2 separate regions of the Danio rerio genome follow, and region 2 is linked to region 1. A link is a contact called in public HiCAR-type data. All regions are on one chromosome and are shown on one strand. The core of a region is the stretch at or near the end of the contact, and the rest is flanking DNA. Distances in the headings are between cores, read along the strand shown. Region 1 has its middle 25 kb from the start of nudt14. Region 2 has its middle 47 kb from the start of esr2a.

Region 1 (7,132 bases), core at 2,849-5,348:
CGCTGTTGTCATTACTAAAGATATTAAGTTAATATAACTTGACATTAATTAAAATACCAAGTTTTGACATCAAAACATAAACAGGTGTTTTTCACTTACTCATTAGGCAGCAAAAAATGTTTAATTAATATTTTTATTTCTTTAAACGATTCACAATCTCTTTAAAATGATTGGTTGCGCTTGGAATTCTGCCTTGACAACCGCAATGATTGGTCGATAAATAAAATATGACACAAGGGGGTCATTTTGCTTGTGATGCTGAATTTTGCTGAAGCACAGCAGGACAGAGGCACTACTTGAACCCATCTGACGAAAGAGAAAATTTAAATTGGTAAATAGAAATTTAAATGCTTATGTACATTTTCCTTAATTGATATATTTGCAGGGGCGATATGGTGACGCTGTGTTACCTTAAAGCAAGAAGGTCGCTGGTTCAAGTCCCGGCTGAGACATTTCTGTGTGGCGTTTGTATGTTCTCCCCGTGTTGGCGTGTATTTCCTCTAGGTGCTCCGGTTTCCCCTAGTTCAAAGACATACGCTATTGGTGAATTGGGTAAGCTAAAGTGTTCGTAGTATATGTGTGTATGTCCTGGTCCTCCAGGTTGGGGGTACAACCCACCTTGTAAAAATCAGATGATATGAAACACCAACATTGTGTGGCTAAATATCAACTTCGATATAAACTTCTATATAAACTATACTTATCATGTAAGAATATAAAAGCTAAAAAAAATTGGAAGTTTAGTCTATTACCTATTTTAAGTTATCTGTACTTAAATATTTAAGTTAGTTCAATGAAGAGACCACAGTTGGTCAAGTCTATTAATTGAGTTGTCGATTTCCCTTTACTCAAATGAACTGAGGGAATCACTTTCCTTAAATCGTTTGAGTAATCTTAACTTATTAGAGTTTGCAGTGTAAGCCTTTCTTGATTTCTGTTATGATTACCAGCGATCGCTAACCACCAGAGGTCGCTGGTAAACATTCACACTCCTTGAACTACATATCTGCCATGTTATGGACTACAACACCCAGTCAGGCCACACAAACACACACAACCGGTTCAAGATCCAGACTGATTAAACTCTCACAGCTGAAGCCACTCACACCATGATTATTCAGACTGTTTAAACCCCTCTGTTCCACATCTTGTTGGTGAGTATTGTTAAGCTGTTGCTGTCCTTACGTAAGCGGTTTCCTTGTTTCCTGTGTTTTTGACTTTTGGACTGTTTATCGTGTTTTGACCCTTTTCTGCCTGCCCCGAACCTTTTGCCTGTTTTATTGGATTTGCTTCTGGATTGCCTACTACACTGTTTATACTGGTATTTGACCCTTGCCTGATTGACCATTCTTATAATAAAGCTGCATTTGGAACTACCCCAGTTTGCATAGCATCCCTTCGCAACAATTTCATACTGCATTAACAATTTAAAGCATTAATATTTTTTGTACTTTTTAGATGTATTTTTACTGGAATTTGGGTTAACTGTTTCCTTGTTGTTGGGGTTTTTTTTTTGTTTTTTTTTTTTGTTAAGTGTGTTTGACCCTTGTATTACTAACATTGTGGGAACCATGTCCCCAAAAGTACAGCAATACCAGTATTTTATCACCTCATAAAGACATTTTTTGGTCCCCCTTGCAGAAAAATGCTCATAAATGAAGTATTTAGAAAAAGCAAATGTTGGGTTGAGGTTAGGGGGTTAAATATACAATTTGTATATTATAAAAATTAGAAGTTCCCATAAAGATAGCTTTGTGAAGTGTGTGCACAGATCAAACGTTTGGGGTAAATTTTTTATTTTTTTTTTTAACTGATTAATAAGAAGCTGATTGGGAATACTATGTGGTATAAGTTAAAAAAAAATAAATAAAGCTATAATATATGTATTAAAATATTTAGTTAAAATATTAGGTTATAATAAGTATACAAAATGGCGATTTATTCCGTTGTGGCGACCCATAATTAATCAACAAATCTCATGCTAATTCGTAACTTTTTGACTTAGTGGCTAATTCGTGGCTAATAATAATATAGTAAAATTTGCTTAGCACACAAATGACAGTTGGGTTTAGGGGCAGGATTAGGTGCCACTGCTAGGGCTGGGTGATATTGCAAAAAAACAAAACAAAATTATCACGTTATCATGTTTCAGATCATTGGGTATCAACAATTATTGAATACTTTTTATGATACATTAAAGAATATTAGATTTTTTATTTATTTTAACCACTTAATTTTAATTTACCAACATTACTAAGGCAGATAGTTTTAATAGTAAAAAACAAAAATATTTAAACAAATATCCCATAAACGTAAGTGTTAAAGAGACTCTTAAACTATAAAATACGTGTAATAAAAAAAAAAAAAAAAACGTGTGTGCAATGGTAAAGCGTAACTACTGAAATATCTAAGCAAACTTTAAGGTAGATCAACATCTGTAAGGTGTGAATAATAATGATACAGTAAACCTCAAACTCTGTAAAAAAAATTATGATAATCAAATCTGAGCTTTCAAGTAAAAGAACTAACCATCATTATTCAAATGCATTTTGCAACATTACAACTTGTTAAAAAATGCTAAAAAATCTTTCAGATGGGGTGCTAGTGGCTGGGATGCACAAGAAAAGAAACCAAAAAGCCACTCTGGCCACAACCTTTTCTATTTACAATCTCTTTACTTCTGCTAGCCACCGCACTCATTTTCCCATGTGTTGTTATTCTAACTTGAAGTGACAAGCACAAGCCCATGATTTCCTTCACCATATACAATTGATTTTGCGCTAGCGCTCCCCTGGCGTCTCTCGTAAATAGGCGACCTTCAAGCGTTTTACTCAGAGGATGATAAATGGAGAAACCATTGCTACCGCTCCAATGCAAGTTTAAAACGAAAAGTAAAAAGCACTGTAGTGTTTGGATGTGCTGTGTTTGTCTGCCGTTATTGCTGAAATGTGTACATACCATACAAAGTGTCAAGCAGATTGGTTAGTTCTACTTGCATGAGTCGCTGTGCATTCGTGGCATTCGAAAATGTTCAGATGTTTTTCAACTAGCGTCATGTGTGCGTCACTTGCACAACATGTGCACATTGCTCCCATACGTACGTCATTCAAGTCGCGCGCCTCCATTGGAAATGACAAACTTACACCCTAAGCTTACTGGCATTGCTTACAAGGCGCACTCTCAGCAGCCACATTTTAATTAAACTATAGCATTTCATACTGAAACTACATACCCAATCTTTTTTAATCGATATCGACAATAGTGTTCAGTCAATCAATATCAATACCGATTTTACCACCCAGTTCTAGCCACGCCTCCTTTTTAAAATCATACGTCTGAACTCATTCTTAAGAATTCATATGAATTAGCCACTAAACTGACAAAACATAAAATACTTACGTTTCCTCATGAGATCAGGCTGGATTAATCAGGGCCAAGAATAGCAAGTAAGAGTGAGTATATGGAATATAAATAATATATTACATTTTATAAAACAATGCACATTTAGAATGCATATACGAGGATGAAAAATAACTTTTTTAAAAGGGGTTCATTATATACCGTACAGTGGTCCTAACATTTGACAGCCCCCTCCACATAACCAGGATTTTCATCGTAGACCTGAAATAACCTTCATCAACAGCCTTTTTCCGCCTCCATGTATTGGCTGACACATAGGTTTGTTAATGATTATTCCACATCTCCATTGCGAACTAAAATAATAACAGTTCTCGGAATGTGCCGCAGTAGTAGGCCTGTTTGCTCCCTTTAACTAATCCCCACTGAAAAAGAGTTCCGCTCGACGGCGAACCGTGCACCTCCTCCTGCTCCTGACATGAGGAAACACATCCCATCATCAGCCGCCTACGCCTGCGCTTCTCCTCACGGATAAACCAGCTGCAAGCCTCCTCCAAACAACCCCAAAACAATGGCACTAGCAAGCCACATTCTCCTCCATTCGCCATTCTAGGCATAATCATTATTCAATACAGACTGCTTGGGCAAAGCCTAAACACGTCCTGTCATCTGACGGCTTAAGGCCCACTTATCATACACCGTCATGCTTGGAGGAGCCGAGAGTGAAGCCGAACGACGTTTCCAGTAAAGCCAACGGATCCTTGAGAGAGAGTAGGAGGACGGTATAATTGTGCAGAAATATGATCCGTGCTGTAACACTATCTTCCCAAAGTACAATGCGCTGATATAAGAGATTGTTGTCATCAGGGGAGGCAATTAAGTATAAAGAGGGAAGAAAAAAAGAAATAGGTGAAATGAACTATGGGGTATGTGGTGCTTCAGTGTCAGAATCAGTGGAATCGAAGCTCTCCTGGGAGGAAGGCGACTCCACTTCAAATAGGCCTTTCGACTGGTACTGTACTGTATATGGGAATGGCATTAGTTTTCTATTGAAGGAGTAGTGCAAGGGGAAATGAGAAACCACCATGACCTCTGCAAAACACTGTGTTTTTCTGAGAAACACATGATTTAAGGAATGTTTATGCTGTTTTAAAAACAATCACGGTGGCCCATAACTGGTTTCATGTTATTTTTAATATTTTTAGGCTTTTTAAATGCATTATGGGACCTTGATCTCTGCTCTATTAAAATAAATATAATGACATTTTTATTAGTTTGGAGTGATATATTGTCTGCGTTGGTCATGGTAATAATGGTATAGTGACCGATTGATGGGTTAATATGCTGCCTGTTCTTTTTCTGCTAATATTCTTTTTATTTTATGCATTGTTTCAGTCTAAAAATGGTCACAAAAGTCACTGTGCTTAACTTCAATTTTAAAAATTGTCAGAGGAGAGATCAAGGTCCTATGATGCAATTTAAAAGCATAAAAACAGCAATACCCATGAATCACAAGCTATGGAAAATTGTAAATAAACAGATTTTATTTTACAGTGTATAATGAAAACCACCAGTTCAAAATATATATATTTTTAAAATTAAATAAGCCTTTGAAATATATTTCATATTCTCAAGTCAAAAAATAGACCATAGATATTGGCAAATAAATGAGCTGTTTTCTGTTTTAATGTGTTTTCTGCATCATTACCGCAGTCTTCAGTGTCACATGACCCTTCAGAAATCTTTTTGATATGCTGAATTTTGGCAGCTGCAAGCATGCCTAATATTTACATGCAAATATTGATAGTTTTACTAAAAATTCTGTGAATTTGTGTTTTTATTTTCGATACTGATAAGAAAATTGATTATACAATTTTATGAAATTTAGAAAGAAAAAACATATAATCTGAGAATTACCAGTTTTAACCCAATTGTTATAGATGAGATCTAATGAATTCTTTTTAAATTTATTATAAAATATATTGGCATCTAACAAAATAATATCCAATCAACGATCACAAAGAAAAGCAATGAATAAATAAATAGTTTATTTGCTTAAACATTCATTTTAAAGAAAAGTGAGTCAATGGTGTGTGTCAGTGTACATGGGTCAGCACGTGTATGAACAAATTTCAGTCGAAAAGGTGTGTTTTTTTGATACTGAAATACCTTCATATATCATTTTACAATTTTCTAAAAGATTATACACCTAAAATCATGTCAGTCTGTCAATACCATAAATTTAAAAAGATAATTGATGCATTTAGAGTCTTATTTATAAAGTTTATGCTGTTTGCTAAAAAATCTATGCTTTGTTTGTTTGTTTTTTTTTTTTTTTAATAAATTATCATCTATCTCTTCCAGGTCAAAACGAACCTGAATGCTTTATAAGGATTCAAATATTAGAGCAGATGATCTATTTTAATACATTTAAACTGTGTAAGAAAAAGAGTGCAATATTATAACCATGGAAAATACCATTTGTGTTGTCCCTGTATGATCACAAATTATTCAAACAATTTCATGCAAATGTTATTAATTGAATATCTGTTTACATTTTTCTAATACATTTCCAGTACAGAAAATACAAATTTGTTCAACATCAATGATTTCCCCTAATTTTCCCACTAACCTTATTATGAAAATCCCAGTATAGATACAAAGTAATTATACAAAAAAGGATAGCTCTAAAAGCAAACACTAATCATGCTCCACTTCATTTGCTGCAAATGAAAAAGGAAGGAAAGAAGATGGTTTGAACTGTTTTGTTTGATTGTTTGGTAACAGCGCCATCTGGTGGTTAATGTTAATCCACTGTTTTTACAAAAGAATGGCCACTGGGGATTTTACGTTATATATTTTCATTCTTTCATTCATTTTCTTTTTGGTTTATTAATATGGGGAATGAACCACCAACTTATCCAGCATATGTTTTACACAGCGGATACCCTTCCAGCAGCAACACATCACTGGGAAACACTCATACACTCCCATTCACACACATGACATGCACACTACGGCCAATTTAGCTTACCCAATTCACCTACAGCGCATGTCTTTGCACTTGTGAAGGAAACTGGAGGAAACCCTGCATGCGAACATGGGGAGAACATGCAAACTCCATACAGAAATGCCAACTGAGCCGAGGCTCAAACCAGCGACCTTCTTGCTGTGAGGTGAACATGCTACCTACTGCGCAACCAGGACACCATCAGAAAGTCACATAGCACAAATATATATGACTCTATAACACAGTGAAGGAGACGGACATATCAAAGGTACTGTAATAGTATTGTAAATAAAGTTCAGTTTCTTGCACATACAGATAATTTTTTTGTTTGTTTCACCAGGAGCAACAGGTATTAAATTTGTTTTGACAATTTTTTTCTTTTCTTTAAAGTGCCAGTATTTGTTAACTTACATTTTATAAATCACCAAGAACCATAACTTTAGCTAAAAATCTTTATTGTTCAACAAAAGAAAAAAAAGCCTCCTACATCCTGAAATGACTGAGGACGCAGAAAATTTGTGTTTGTTTTGTTTTTTTGAGTAAACTACCCAATTCATTGCAAATTTAGCTATATAGAACATAAAGATTTAGTTAGTTGATAATGATCATTGTTATTAATAATGATATTATTTATCACAGAGCTCAATCACATAACAGCAGGTCAGTGGTGTTTTATGAATGATTGATTCAGAGACATTAATGTCCAGCTGATGATGGCTCTCACGCTTCTTTCATGACTTCAGTGAGAACCAGAGTCAGTCTGCA
Region 2 (7,488 bases), core at 2,270-4,769, 310 kb before region 1:
ACTACTACTACTACTAATAATAATAATAATAATAATAATAATAATAATACAGATATATATAATTAAATATACTGTTAATATATATATATATATATATATATATATATATATATATATATATATATATATATATATATATATATATATATATATTTTTTTTTTTTTTTTTTTTTTAATTTATTTATTTATTTTTTTTTTTTACAAAGATATGCACAAAAATAGCCAAAAAAAAAAAAAAGGGGGCCAGATTCTGTCTGGCCCTGCAAGTAGTAACAAACTTAGGACACCCTGTGATTCAGATCGCTGTAGATCCACTTTTTATATTTTATAGTCTTTGCTGTGAAGCTCTAAATTGAGCTTAGGTATATTCTGTTTCCACTGATCATTCTATAGATGCTTCAGCAGCTTAATTGGAGTTTACCTGTGGTAAATTCAGTTGATTGGACTTGATTTGAAATGGCATACACCGCTCTATATAAGGTGTCAGGGCTGACAGTGAATGTCAAAGTACAAACTAAGCATGAAGACAAAGAAATTGTCTTCACAGGCTGAGGAAGGTTACAGAAAAATTCTACTGCTTTGAAAGTTCCAGTGAGCACAGTGGCCTCCATTATTTAAAGTAGAAGATGTTTGGAATCATCGGGATTCTTCCTAGAGCTGAGGGATCGGGAAAAAGGGCCTTAGTCAGGGAGGTAATCAATAACCCGATGCGATGGTCACTCTGTCTGAGCTCCAGCATTCTTTTATGGAGAGAGAAAAACCTTATAGAAGGACAACCATCTGTGCAGCAATCCACCAATCAGGGCTGTATGGCAGAGTGGCAAGACGGAAGCCACCCCTCACCTGGAATTTGCCAAAAGGCATCTGAAGGACTCTTAGACCATAAGAAATAAAATTCTCTGGTCTGATGAGACTAAAATTGAACTCTTTGGAGTGAATGCCAGCAATGTACAGAGACATCCTGAATGAAAACCTGGTTCAGAGTGCTCTTGACTTTAGACTGGGGTGACGGTTCATCTTCCAGCAGGACAATGACCCAAAGCACACCGCCAAAATATCAATGGATTGGCTTCACAACAACTCGATGAATGTCCTTGAGTGGCCCAGCCAGAGTGCAGACCTAAATCCTATTGAACATCTCTGGAGAGATCTGAAAATGGTTGTACACCGTCTCTTACCATCCAACCTGATATAGCTTGAGAGGTACTGCAAAGAGGAATGGGCAAAAATTCCCAAAGACAAGTGTGCCAAGATAAAACTATGTGAAAATCTCAAATCTGTAAGAGTAAAAAATAAATAAATAAATAAAAATAAAAAATACTGATAAAATTGCTTTTAAAGTCATCTAAATTAAGTTCTTGGCAAAGTGTATCCCTAATCAAAATGTTTTTGATATGTTTACAGTAGGAATTTTACCAAATGTATTCATGATCTTTATTTAATATTGAAATTATTTTTGGCATAAAACACAAATAAATATTTTTGGCAACATTTTAAACTGTGTAACATACTGTAAGACTGGCTTTGTGGTCCAGGAACACATTTGACTTCAATGCTAAAAAAGATTATGATATTGATCTGCAATCTCTGCATGAACTGAAGAGGGCATCAACACACAACAAATGGCTCTGTTCACCAACAGTGTCTCTTCCAACTAGTTTACTTTCAAATCTGGGACATGCTTCCTTAGGGAGCAACTTCATGAAAAGCTCTTAGCAAATAAATGTGAGAAGAAACCAGACATTTAATCAACCACACCCCTTACACTAAATATGATTAAACTATTATGCTAATTATCCTACACTATATAACCTACAAAGTTTGAGATCATACAGATTGTGTTTTTAAAAAATGCTTGTTTCAACAGAAATACATCAAAAAAGTAACATAGTACATTTTATTTTAGTAGTGAAATTCTTTATATTTTTCTGCTCACTTTATCTTGATGGTCCATTTGAGTATTATTAGACTGTCTGCTTAATATCTGCTGATACTGCTCCTTTAGCAGACATTTAACTGACTATAAGAAACTTTGCAAGTACATGTCAACTAACACTAACCCTAACCCTAACCTAACATTCTACTACTAATCTAATGAGATTAGCAGGCATGTAAATGTAATGTAACTTAAATTCAACAAACGACCATCAAAATAAAGTGTCACCGTTTTTCCTCACACATTTTAAAATAGTATTTATTTTAGGTGATTTAAATTAGAATTTTCAGCACATGATCCTTCATAAATAATTTTTATCAGTGATTTTCTGCTCTGTTACAATTAATTATTACAGTTGCTTAGTCGTAAATGACTGACATCTGTGACTAAAACCATTATACAGTCTTTGAAACAGAAATTTAAAAACAACAGCATTCATTTGAAATAAAATATTTCATGAGTTGCCACATAGATATCTTTACTGTCACTTTGATTTGAGGCCTTAAAAAATAAATTATTTCTTTAATTGCCCTTTTGAACCCATTTTTTGAATCATATTTTTAAAAGGTATTGTATGTAGGCATGGGCCGGTATAAGATTCTGACGGTATAACCTTGGATAAAAATTATCACGGTTTTAAGGTATTGCGATTACTGCTCTAATAATGCTCTTTTTAAATATCTGGGTAAAAAAGCTAAAACTTTTTTCCGCTTTAAACACAATGTATTTTATTTTGAGAAACATTTAAAATATTTTGGAACAGTAAACCTTATTGACTTATTGAATTATTGACTTCTGCTGTCTTTATTAGTTTTTAAAAACAGATTTTTATTTCAATTTAAAACGGCATTTTTTGGATATTTTTTTTTCTGCTGGAGATACTGTTGTCCTAAAAAACGAAATAAAATAAAAAAACGTAAATAAAAAATCGTAAACATACCTTATAAATGGTTTTGCAGAAAATTTCGATGTTTTTAAAATTTTGACTTTTCCAAACCGCGGTATACCTTGAAAACGGTTATTGTCCCATGCCTAATTGTATGATGGTTTCCATAAATATATAAAGCACCACAACCATTTTTAACATTGATAATCATAAGAAATGAACTGAGCAACAAAATAAAAACTGACTAATTACTAAAGCATTACATGATGCATAAGACTAAAGTAGTGATGTTGAAATTTGCATCATAAACTATATTAAAATAGAAAACATAATATAATAAAGTTATTGTGAACTCAAATAATATTCAAAAATGTATATATTTTTATGTAATAAATTGTGCCTTGATGAGCAGAAGAAACTTCTTTCAAAAAACAAAATGAGTATATGTTATATGGTAGATTAAGCTAATTTGATACCACACACACATAATGTTTCCTCCACATCTTATCAGTTATGAGTAAAGCAGTAGCAGGTAGGCATGTTTTCTCCACCCGAGGGCATACAGAACTGTACTGTATTTGCTGAGTGAATGGAGACTCAAATGGAGCCATCGGGTGTTTTCTGGCTCCTGTAGAGACAGGCCAGGCTGACGTGAGAGAGAGAGAGAATGAGAGAGAGACAGAGGGTGTGCCAACACAATGCCTACACGCCCTGCACAGGACCGGCACGCGTCAGCTACACCGCAGCCGCTGCGCCCTCACCGTCATCTACTAAACCACAGGCCTTGAGGCTCAGGCTTGCCTTCTGATCGCTTTACTCTCTACCTTGACATGACTAACATTTACTTGAAGAAAGCAAACACAATTGGCTGGGCTTTTAACTGAGTGGCACCACAGTTTCTGAGGCTTAATAAGAAGCACATGGTGGTAAATCTGGAGTTTAAGTGCTTCTTTTGCTGTGGTATGACTATCTGTCTATATATACAGTGGTATAGCAGCCATTGGCGCTGTAGTCTGGCTCCATCAGTGCTATAAAAATTTCATGAAACACTTTGAGTTCATACAAAAATGAAAATAAGTGACACACAAATGACAATATTTCTTTTGGGGTCATTTTTCGTTTAAATAGTGAAGGTTAATGAAGGTTTAAAACTCCACTATGGTCATACAGTTTGAGTCAAAAACCACTGAAAAACTTGTTAAAATATTGGTCACACTTTACGATAATATTAAAGTTTGTTAACATTACTTAATTACTATAGCTAACATGAACTAATCATGACAATTTGGATACTTTGAAGGCATTTATTAATTTTAATTACTTTAATTTTAACATTAACCAAAAAAAATAAACTTTTCAATAAACCTCAGTATATTAACATTAGTTATTTAATATCTGTTATCACACTGCAAAAAAAAATTATATGATCAGGACAATTTGCACTTACTGGCCACTTTATTAGGTACACATTACTAGTACAGGGTTGGTCCTACTTTTTTCTTCAGAACTGCCCTTATCCTTTGTGGCATAGACTTAACAAGGCACTGGAAATATTCCTCCGAGATTTTGGGCCATATTGACAGGAAAGCATAACGCAATTGCTGCAGATTTGTCGGTTGCACATCCCTGATGTGAATCTCCCGTTTCACCACATCCCAAAGGTGCTCTATTGGATTGAGATCTGGTGACTGTGAAAGCCATTTGAGTACAGTGAACTCATTGTCATGTCCAAAAAGTTCAAAATGATATGCGCTTTATAACAGCACGTTATCCTGCTGGAGGTAGCCTTCAGAAGATGGGTATACTATGGTCATAAAGGGATAGACATGGTCAGCAAAACTACTCAGGTAGGCTGTGGCGTTGGCATGTTGATGCTCAATTAGTAATATTGGGCCCAAAGTGTGGCAATAAAATATCCACACACTATTACACCACCATCACCAGCATGAAACGTTGATACAATCAGAATGGATCCATGCAATCATACTGTTGACACAAAATTCTGACTCTACCATCCAAATGTCACAGCAGAAATCAAGACTCATCAGACCAGGCAGCGTTTTTTTCTATCTTCTATTGTCCAAATTTGGTGAGCATGTATGAATTGTAGCTTCGGTTTCCTGCTCTTATAGTGGACAGTAGTGGCACCTGGTGTGGTCTTCTGTTGCTGTAGCCCATCCGCCTTAACATGTTGTGCATTCAGAGATTCTCTTCTGCATACCTCAGTTCTAACGAGGTGTTATTTGAGTCACTGTTGCCTTTCTATCAGCTCAAACCAGTCTGGCCATTCTCCTCTGACCTCATCAACAAGGCTTTTGCGCACACAGAACTACCCCTCACTGGATGATTTCTCTTTTTTTGAACCATTCACTTTAAACCCTGGAGATGGTTGTGTGTAAAAAGGCCAGTAGATCAGCAGTGTCTGAAATATTTATCTGGTACCAACAACCATGCCACATTCAAAGTCCCTTAAATCACCTTTCTTCCTCTTTCTGATGCTCAGTTTGAACTGCAGCAGATCGTCTTGACCATGCCTAAATGCCTAAATGCATTGAGTTGCTGCCATAAGATTGGTTGATTAGAAATTTGCGTTAACGAGCAGTTGAACAGGTGTACCTAATAAAGTGGCTAGTGAGTGTGTGATTTTGTTACAGTATGTTACAGATAATCTGGTTTAACCTCATTTTTTAAGTTACTTGGAATTAAATAAAATTTTAATGAATTTAAATAAATATATATTAGTTATATTTACAATAGTTTATTAAGTAACTCTCATTAGAGGTATTAACAGACTATAAGGTTAAGACCAGAGTTACTCAAATAAGTTGACAGTAGATTCTAGCAAAATATTAAATACAGACCATCAAAAGCAAAGTGTTTCCATGTTACCAAAACATCTCTCTTATTGTGTTCCACAGAAGGTTTTTATCAACACAAGGGTAACTACATGATGACAGAACGTTCATTTAAGGTTAAACTGTCCCTTTTAAAAGCAGCATTTCATCAATATCTTCTTACGCTCATAAACAGTAAGGGTTTTCAAAGAGCCTCGTCCTGCTTGTAGAGAGCTCTTGATTGATGAGTAATTTGAAGACGGCTCACATAAAGGACTGAAGACTCACTTCATCACTACTAATGTCCGGGTGAATGCAGAGGCCTTATCTGCTTTAAAATCCAGCGATAAGAGCAAAGGATCACGCTGTCGTTACTCTCTTTCCTAATCGCTGCTCGTATACTGGCATCACTCTCTTTTTACAGGCCAGGCATGCCGATGCACGATTTCACCATCAGCATTTCTACAATACTCCACCCGAGAGGAATTATATTGCCTCTGAGGGATAAAAATCAAACTTGAGCTTTGTTGCATAAGTGCCGTGTTTTTCACCAGCTTCAAAATTCATGGCATCCAATGGGCCATGATACAGCATAATGTGGGGCATGAATGATTTAGTGTTTTCTCTATGGGTACAGTAGACTGTGTCCAAAATATAGAGGTGATCGTGTAACTGGAGAGTGTCTGAGATCCCAAAATGTGCCCTTAAGCAAGAAGCTCTTAAGGGACCGTGCCTGCAATCTGCAAACTGTCGTTTTGGATGGAAGCATCTGCTAAATGGTTGTGGAAACCTGCAGTGGGAGGGATAAATGATTCAGTAGTTTCATGCCTCAGTAGACACTTATATATGTCACATGTTCTTCATGCTACATCAGACATATACGTAAATGTAGAGAAAACCTGGGAGACAAGATAAAGCGGGAATTGGCCTATAAGGATTTTGAAATAATTTCTAAATAAAGCATATTTCATTTTGGTTGACTAAAACACTCATTTGATTTGTCTATATGTATTAATTAATACTTACACAAATCATGCAATTCATTCCTGGTGAAAAAGAAATGTACTTTAGTAAATGTTTGAAAAGAGTACTTGTTGCTGAAATAATTTACTTAAGTACAAACTGAGTGAAATGTTAATTTTAAATAAAAGAAAGTGCATAATAGTTTAAACCCAGTCAACATTAAATATTTTACCTAACATAATATTATTTATTCATTTATTTTCCTTCGGCTTAGTACCTTATTTATCAGGTGTCACCACAGTGGAATAAACTGACAACTGTTCCGGCATATGTTTTACACAGCAGATGCTCTTCCAGCTGCAACCCAGCACTGGGAAATACCCATACACACATTCTCTCTCTCTCACACACACACATACACACACGCACACACACACACACACACATTAAATTCACCTATACCGCATGTCTTTGAACTATGGTAGAAAACTAAAAACCCACATGGACACGGGGATAACATGTAAACTCCACACAGAAATGCCAACTGGTCCAGCTGGGACTCGAACTAGTGACCTTCTTGCTGTGAGGTGACAGTGCTAACCACTGAACCACCATGCCACCCCTTTACCATATTATTAACATGGTTAGAATTTTTTTTCAAACATCATAACACATTCATGCTTGTTTTGATTGGGTAAGACAAAAACCGAAGCCAAAAATAAAAATAAACAAGTAAATAACAGGGTGAGAATGTGGTAAAATCTGAAAACATGGTAAAAATCAGGTGAGGGCTTTTCTTTTTCTGGATTGATTTTTAAAACTGTTAGTTGATGTTTAGGGAACATGGTCAATCTGTGCTTTTGAAAACA

What was found. HiCAR-type assays count read pairs that join an accessible place to other places.
Region 2: a contact with region 1 is called in a HiCAR-type map of caudal fin, with 8 times the contacts expected there. The contact joins two enhancer-like sites. A contact is called at or near these places in 7 of 18 Hi-C or Micro-C datasets (caudal fin, embryo, fibroblasts and 1 more) and 1 of 4 datasets of contacts at active chromatin or transcription factors (caudal fin).

Annotation. Positions count from the first base shown.
Region 1 is chr20:23,785,222-23,792,353 of GRCz12tu, reverse strand. No RefSeq gene overlaps it. Among named protein-coding and RNA genes, the nearest start is that of nudt14, 25 kb to the left of the region's middle. Within about 2 kb of position 4,098, at least 6 of the 62 cell types and tissues checked have an H3K27ac peak or open chromatin away from gene starts, as enhancers often do. A contact at or near this core is called in caudal fin, where this site is marked.
Region 2 is chr20:24,089,857-24,097,344 of GRCz12tu, reverse strand. No RefSeq gene overlaps it. Among named protein-coding and RNA genes, the nearest start is that of esr2a, 47 kb to the left of the region's middle. Within about 2 kb of position 3,519, at least 9 of the 62 cell types and tissues checked have an H3K27ac peak or open chromatin away from gene starts, as enhancers often do. A contact at or near this core is called in caudal fin, where this site is marked.